Regions from separate parts of the Athene noctua genome. Here region 1 is linked to region 2. A link is a contact called in public Hi-C data. All regions are on one chromosome and are shown on one strand. The core of a region is the stretch at or near the end of the contact, and the rest is flanking DNA. Distances in the headings are between cores, read along the strand shown.

Region 1 (3,724 bases), core at 621-3,120, 270 kb before region 2:
CTGACTGCATTTAAAATGGAGTTGATGGCTGAATGCATCCTGAGCTTAGAAATGGGGTTTCACTCCACGCGTCTCTTGGTGCTGCTTTAGCACACATATTTCAGGAAGCAAAATGCATGCTTCCCACACGGACAGTCATTGGAGGTCCCACCATTACATGGGACCTGCTGCGTGACGCATCAGGCTGAGCATCTGCAAGACAGGATCCGGCCTCCTCAAAAAAAAAGAAAAAGGCTACAGGGTCATGGAAAAACATAGTAATATGGCAAAACGCAAAGGCTGCAGAGAAACACAGTAGAAACAACTGTGAGCCAGAGCTGCTGCACTAACAATACATCACAAACCACTGCCACAAAACTCAGTGCTTATTAAGTCAGAAGCACTCGGACCTGTGCACATTTACAGCCTCTATGTGCAGGTGGGTCAAGACATCACTCCACAAAAAGACCTGGGTAATCACTTGTTTTATTCTAGTGTCACCGATACATAATCCTAAACTAACACCAACTCAAGGCACATCAAAAATATAAAGCTGTATAAGATCTTCATACCTGAAAAAGCAGAAATTAAAAAATTAGTGATTCCTCTGGCAGCTCCTCACATGTTTCAAACTCTGGAAAATAACAACAGAGCAGATGGGATGTATCAGTCGTGGTATCTGGATTAAAATCAAATCACAACTAAAAACGTCAGTGGCACATCAGACTGTTCCACCGCGGCATCATTCCAGGCATGTCCTAGGGCTCCTGCAATCTGCAGGGACTCACCTGCTGCCACCACCTTGCCCCAGGAGGGTCTGATGGGCCGGCAGCCTCCCCTGACTCCATCCCTTCGCTTCCCTTACCCAGCCCTGCCCTGCCCTGGGCACCTTTCCTGGTCCCTGCAGCACCGGGAGACCAGCACAGCCAGCAACCCACACACACACTTGAGGTAACCAAACTTTGTCAATAAATGATAACTTCAGGTCGCTCCTTCTTACTTATTTGCCTCATTTTTTCTTAAGAAGACATCAAGACTCGGCAGATTCCTAGGCGGTAAGGCGCCCTTCCAGTCGGCCGTTGTGCATCGCGCCTGCGGCCACACGCCGGGAGGCGGCCGCAGCGGGCCTGCCCGCGGCTTCGGGCCAGCTAGCGCCTCCCCAGCTACTCTTAAACCGCACGCTGCCTCCTCCGGGAGGCGGCCGGGAGGCCGCGGGCTACGGCGGGGCAGGTCCTGCTCTGCGGCCGCCGGGCCCACCGGCTGGCGCCAGGGCGGGAACCGGGGCCCTGCCGGGGTCAGGCGGGCAGGGCGGCCGGCAGGCAGCCGGGGGAGGGCGCGGGGACAGGCAGAAGGCTGGGGATCTGCGGGTGCCGGGACGGGCAGGGCGGGGAGCGGGCCGGGGGTGCGGGCAGCAATGCAGGCAGAGCAGGCCGGGCGGGTCGGGGGCCGGGGGGACCGACCTCTGCCCGCCTGCCCGCCGCCCGGCGCCGCGGGTGCCCGCGCCACAGAGGGCGGGGAGGGGGGGGCGGAAGGCGCCGGAATCGCGTCTCCTACCTCACGGGGCGGCCATGGCGCTGGGCGGGGGGGCGCGACAAACTACATCTCCCAGGAGCGGCAGCGGCAGGGCCCGGCGGGGCAGGGCCCGGCAGCGCGGACGGGTCCCCTCGCCCTGCCTCCTCCCTGGCGCCTCGCCCGCCAGCCCGCCGTACCCCGGCAGCCGCCTGAGGCCGGAGCGGAGAGCAGCCCACCCCCGCTTCTTCCCCCCCAAAAATAACAGTTCTGAGGCAAAGCAATCCCCACATGTCCCAGGGGTGTAGTTCCCAGGGCAAAGCAGTCCGGGTCCCCGTCCTCACCTCCGCCGAGCGGCCTCACAGCCCGCCACCGGGTGCAGGGCCGGGCCAGAGCCGGGACCTGCCGCCGGGTATCGGCGGGGAGCGTGGCCCGAGCCGGTCTGGCAGTGCTGGGGCAGCTGGGGCACCGGCCGAGGTCTGCAGGGGCGCTCCTCCGCCTGCGCCCTGCCCGAAGGGGGGGCCTCTCCCTGGCTGGAGGGGGAGCGGGGGAGCCGGCACACACCCGCAGGCCGGCTGGGGAGGTGGGGGAAGAAGGGCACCCTGCGGCGAGGGAGGCTCACCAAAAGGTTGCAGGGGCCTGAGGAGCCTCCCCCAGCGCTCATGGACCGACATGGATCAAAGTCTTATTACTGTGCCAGCAAAAGGCACATCTGGGGCATGGCAGCAGCTGCTGTGCCAAATCTCAGGACCAGTCTCCGAAACAAGCCAAAGCTTCCCAACAAAACAAGCCCTTTTTATTTCTCTTTAAGGTGAGAAAAACAAAATTGTCGGAAATGCAGCGCCAGACGTGACTTGTTTCAGCCAAAACTTTATAAAAACAAACAAGCTCACACGATACGACAGCCAGCACGGGAACTTTTAGCTTAAGCGTTTTAAGTCTGGCAACATGAATAGGAGCTAACCCCAAAGTCTTACAAGTGAAGCACGTTTTAATACTAGAAGTGTCACTGGTTCTGCTTCCAAGTATTCCCTGAGAGCCAGCATTGTGATATATCAGCAGCATGGGAGAGGACAAACCATCTTGAAAACTACTTCCCAGCCAGTGGAAACCAGCACCCAACATGGGAATCTCTTAGAAAGCACAGCAATGGGACAGCCTTGATAGCTGGGTATAGAAATCCCTCCTCTGAAAGCCAGAAGGCAGGATCTCAGTGGTTTACACTGAGCCCTGACTGATGGGATGTAACCAGTGCCTCCATCACCCAGCTTGCATCCCAGGTAGGCAGATTGCTCTGGAGCACCAAGGAGCAGCAGAAGAGACAGCTTGGCCAGCAATGAATTTGAGATTATGAACTTCTGGAAGCTGCCCTAGACAACCAGAACATGCTCCTAGATGAGGCTGCTAGTTTAGCAGCTCTTCTGCTATAAAACAGGCCTTGTCAGAAGGCTGTGAGTCAATCTTTGCTGCCATTGAATAATGAAATAAAAATGGAAGCCAGATGATTAAAAAAAAAACAGTTTGGAAGGAATGTGTGCAGGTATAGGTTACCTCCTATGATTCATACCATAACACATTGTTCAGTCAATAGATTGAGATTTTGATATTTTACTGTATGACCACTAATTCATGATTATTCTGAGGTGGGAACATCCAGATCTGCTTCTGGATTTTAAAAAAGCTAAAAATAAATCAAGTTATTTATTCTCTTGGGTTTTATTTTCCTGAAGAACAGAATATCAAAGCAAAGCACAATCATGCCTTTTTCTTGGGTATTCCCCAAGCAGCTGTGCCAAAGTCTTCATGGGAAACAGTAATGTTGATTTCCTCAGCACTCTCTTCCACATTGACCTGTCTGTTAATTTAATGAACAGTTTCCCAGCTGTTTGTAATTCCAGTGAGTTCCCTGCACGTGGCTGTATAATTAATCATTGCTGATGTTTCCAAAAAGTCAAGGTGATCCAGGGCTTGTTTTGTCCCTTGCACCCAAGTTTTCATGGATCACACACTTGAGGTCTTCTCGATTCAGAACCTGGCTTTTGTACTTCTCACCCCAGTCCTCAACGATGTACTGATGGTAGGGATCATTGGAGTGCTCTCGCCTCTTTGATTTCACAGTACTCACCAAGATCGCCACAATAATGAAGGAGAACATCCCAATCATCACCATCAAATAAAGGATAACATAGTCAAAGTTTTCAGCATCAACCTTGGCTTGCAATTTATCTGCCGCTTC
Region 2 (3,648 bases), core at 740-3,239:
CAAGCACTGGAGTGGCACACCCACAAGTGAATGTTCTTCCAGGTGTTTTTCATGGAAGAGCTTGTAAACCTTCAAGTACTCCCTAGTGATCCAGTTGAAACCAGGAACAGAGGTAAATGTCAAATAATGAGTGACTGATGGTATGGGGTGTTCAATTGCTTTGTAGGAAGAAAAAACTCTTAAAAATTCCCATATAATGATGATGGAGGAATCTATTATTATAACATATCCAAACACAAGAACAAGCTTTATCAGGATTTAAATTTTCCTTCCAGCATAAGGCATAAAGGTATAAACTATTTATCACCTGTGGGATTTTACACGTCTAAAATTAACTTGTGAGAGGTGTTCTGATTTTAATTCTTGAAAGCACTATCAGGATGTGACCCAATCCCAGATTCATTAAAGTGAGCTTAGCTATCAGTGATTTGACTGGCCTCAATAAACCAGAGCTTCCTGTGTATTAGAATGCTACAAGATCATGGAGTGTTTCAGAATTACACTAAATAATCTGGGAGATGGAATCCCACTTCAAGGAAATCCATTCTCTGCACCATTCCAAAACCTCAGTGTGTGCACATTATCACACGAAAAAAATATATTTTTGCAAAAGAAAAGCAAAGATTTTTTTCCTAGATATTTAATATGCTTTTCTTAGTACTGTAGTTATTCAAATTATTGTGAAGCGTATCAGGATTAAACCTATCATGGACTGTGTTTGTGCCTTTGAATGTCACCACAGCAAATGCAGCCAGGGATAGAAGAGGGAATTAAACTCCGACATCCAGAATAAAGCCTGTTGGTGACACAGTCATTTCTGGTGGGACGGTAAACTGTATTTCCTGGAGAGCGTTACTCTAATTCTGTTTTTGACGTAGCTGAAGAGATCATTTCGCTTTCAATTTGTAGCAACAGCAACATCTAGTGCTTGAAGTCCGCCCTGCAGACTTCATGCAGCATGCTTTTCATTAACGCCATGCTCTTTATTTCAATAGCAGCGCCCATCTGAGCTACTCACACCACAGAAAATAATTACCCAAACTTGTAACAGCTCTGCGAAGCAGGCGGGCGGTTTACCTTCTCTGACAGAAAAGATGGAAGATTAGGGAGAGAAAGAGTTTAACCGTTCAAGACAGTTAAGTAGTAGGCAGGACCCGAGTTGCTCAAGGTCATCTAGAGAGACAAAGTCAGAGCTGCCTGCCCTATGCTTTACCTGGGAGACTGTGTCTTTGCCCCAGGAGACGTTTGGATCTAGTTTATCCGAGGGGAGGAAATAGCTCATTGCGTTTCAGAGGTAGTTTCGCTGTGTTAGAGGGCGGCAGAAATATCCGGGAGAAAATCACAGCTGACATTTTCTCTGTTGAAGAACTCATGTGACGCTTGCTCTTCTGGTGCATCTGAACGGAGAGGCGTGCATGGCTCTGTGAAGTGCAGGACCCTTACAGGAACACGAGAAAGGGTGGTGGGTTATGGGGTGAGCCACCCTATGGGAGCCATTTGCCCCGGTCACTCTGGTCCTCTCCGGGGCCCCGCACCACCAGACTCCGCCTGAGGACAGCCACCTTCAGCGCCAGGGTGTGAGAAGAGGCGACGAGGGGGGACGCTTCAACTGGAGCTCCAGCCACCGGGGTTCTGCTCCCGTTTGCTTCACCCAGGGCCCGAGCAAGCAGCTGTTTCCCGCGGGAGGAGCGCCGGTGCGCCGCAGCCCGCCGGTGGGGCCGGACCTCACTCCTTGGGCTGACCAGGCGGCTGGGGAGCCTTAGCGCTCGGCTGCCAGGGCCTGGCGAGGCAGCTCAGAGGACGCTGGGGAGAGGGGCCCCGGGCAAGGCGAGAAGGGAGGCGGGGGCCGCGCTGCCTCCGCCCTCAGGAACTACAGCCCCCGGCAGGCAGTGCGCGGCGCGGCGGGACGCGAAGGGACGGCCCCTCTCTGGAGAACTACCTGTCCCGGGGCGCCCCGCGGGCGAGGAGGGCGGGCCCCGCGCCTGCGCGCTGCCTCACCGCCGGGACCGGCCCGGCCTCAGCTGTGACCTCGAGCGGCGGGCGGGCGGGCAAGATGGCGGCGGCGGCGGGGTTCTCCCTGAAGGTGAAGTGGCGGGGTGGGGGGCGGCGGCCCTCGGGGGGCTTGGGAAGGGAAGGGAAGGGCCGGGGGGGATGGCGTGTCGCGCGTGCTCCCTCACCCGCCTCCCGCGCCGGGTCTCGAGCGGTGCGCGCCTCCGTCCCCAAGGCGGGGGGCTCGTCTCGATCCCGGCCCCGTGATGCGCCCCCCAGGTGCGGCAGCTGAGCACGTCGGCGGCGAGGCCGGTCTCCAGGCTGGTCAAGGTGAGGCGGGACGGGGGCGGGTCACCGGCGGGGCCGGCCAGCGGCGGGCGGCCGCAGGCTCTCCCGGCGCGGGGCCGGCTCTCAGCGCCCGCCCGCTCTCTCGCCCCCTCCAGCCCCCCATCCAGGTGTACGGGCTGGAAGGGCGCTACGCCACCGCGCTGTACTCCGCCGCCACCAAGCAGAAGAAGCTGGAGCAGGTGGAGAAGGAGCTGAGCCGAGTGTGGGTAAGGCGGTGTGCAGCCTGCGCCGGCACGGCGGGTTGGGAGCGGTGGGGGGTTGAGGTGGGCTCGGCTCTTGCAAGCTGGGCGAGCCCGGCTCGCAGCTGGCCCGGCGGGCCTGCTGCCTGCGCTGCGCCCCCAGCGTCAGGCTGCTTGGAAGCGATACGGGACGAGCGTCAGCTCTGAAAGAACCATACTGTAGATGAGCTACGCTTGGAGCTGCCATTTCACTTCCCGTCGGCTTCAGACCGCTTCATTCTCACTCAAGGAATGACCGTGTTGTCTGCTTTGGCTCATAGAGCTGAGGGATGTGGTGTAGTTGGGAACTGTCAGTGTTAGGTCAGTGGTTGGACTGGATGATCTTCAAGGTATTTTCCAACCTAGATGATTCTGTGATTCTGTGGGTAGGCCAGTTAGGCCTTGTAATGCCTGGAAAACTCCTGACCTTTATCACCTTGTTTGTGTATCCTCTTAGACTCTCTTGAAGGACCCCAAGCTATCCAGTGTTGTTATGAACCCTCACACCAAGAGCACAGTTAAACAAAAAGCTGTGAATGATGCCTTAGCAAAAGAGAAGATGTCCCCAATTACTGTCAACCTGATGAGTGAGTAACCATTTGACTTCAGAAAAACATCTAAAAGGCTCCCTGGTATTCCTGTTAGCTAATCAAATCCACTTCTAGCGGGTGCTTTAAAACAATGCATCTGCCTCTTCCAGATTTGCTTGCTGAAAATGGTCGCCTGCGTTACACGCCAGACATTGTTTCTGCCTTTGGGAAGATCATGAGCGCATACCGAGGAGAAGTGCTGTGCACAGTCACCACTGCGCAGGTAAGTTCAGAACCTCTAGATCGAGCTTAAGAGCAGTAAAAAAGGCAAACTTCTTTAGCTGAACTTTGCTCTCCCTACTTTTAGTACTTTCTATATGAGTAGTGAGGAAACATCTCTACCAAGATGAAAGTCTTTCTGCAAATAGTTTTTTGATATTCAACAACTATTCGTCAAAAATTAAACCTGTTCCTCCTATTTCAGCCTTCCTCTGTGTGAACCCAGTGGCTGATAAAAGTCAGCCTGGTCTGCAGATACAGCTGCCCCTGTTCTTATTTCTGTC

Evidence for each region. Hi-C and Micro-C count contacts between places; a contact is called where the count stands out from the background.
Region 1: a Hi-C map of heart shows a contact between it and region 2, with 4 times the contacts expected there. The contact joins the promoter of SMIM11 here to the promoter of ATP5PO in region 2. A contact is called at or near these places in 2 of 2 Hi-C or Micro-C datasets (heart and liver).

Annotation. Positions count from the first base shown.
Region 1 is chr1:163,052,383-163,056,106 of bAthNoc1.hap1.1, reverse strand. It overlaps SMIM11 (small integral membrane protein 11), which reads right to left and starts at 1,870. Exons shown (of 4, transcript XM_074929070.1): 1 at 1,833-1,870. It overlaps KCNE2 (potassium voltage-gated channel subfamily E regulatory subunit 2), which reads right to left. Exons shown (of 1, transcript XM_074929023.1): 1 at 3,224-3,724. The coding sequence ends at 3,440.
Region 2 is chr1:162,781,148-162,784,795 of bAthNoc1.hap1.1, reverse strand. ATP5PO (ATP synthase peripheral stalk subunit OSCP) reads left to right here and starts at 1,989. Exons shown (of 7, transcript XM_074903461.1): 1 at 1,989-2,083; 2 at 2,269-2,319; 3 at 2,433-2,543; 4 at 3,013-3,142; 5 at 3,256-3,368. The coding sequence starts at 2,054.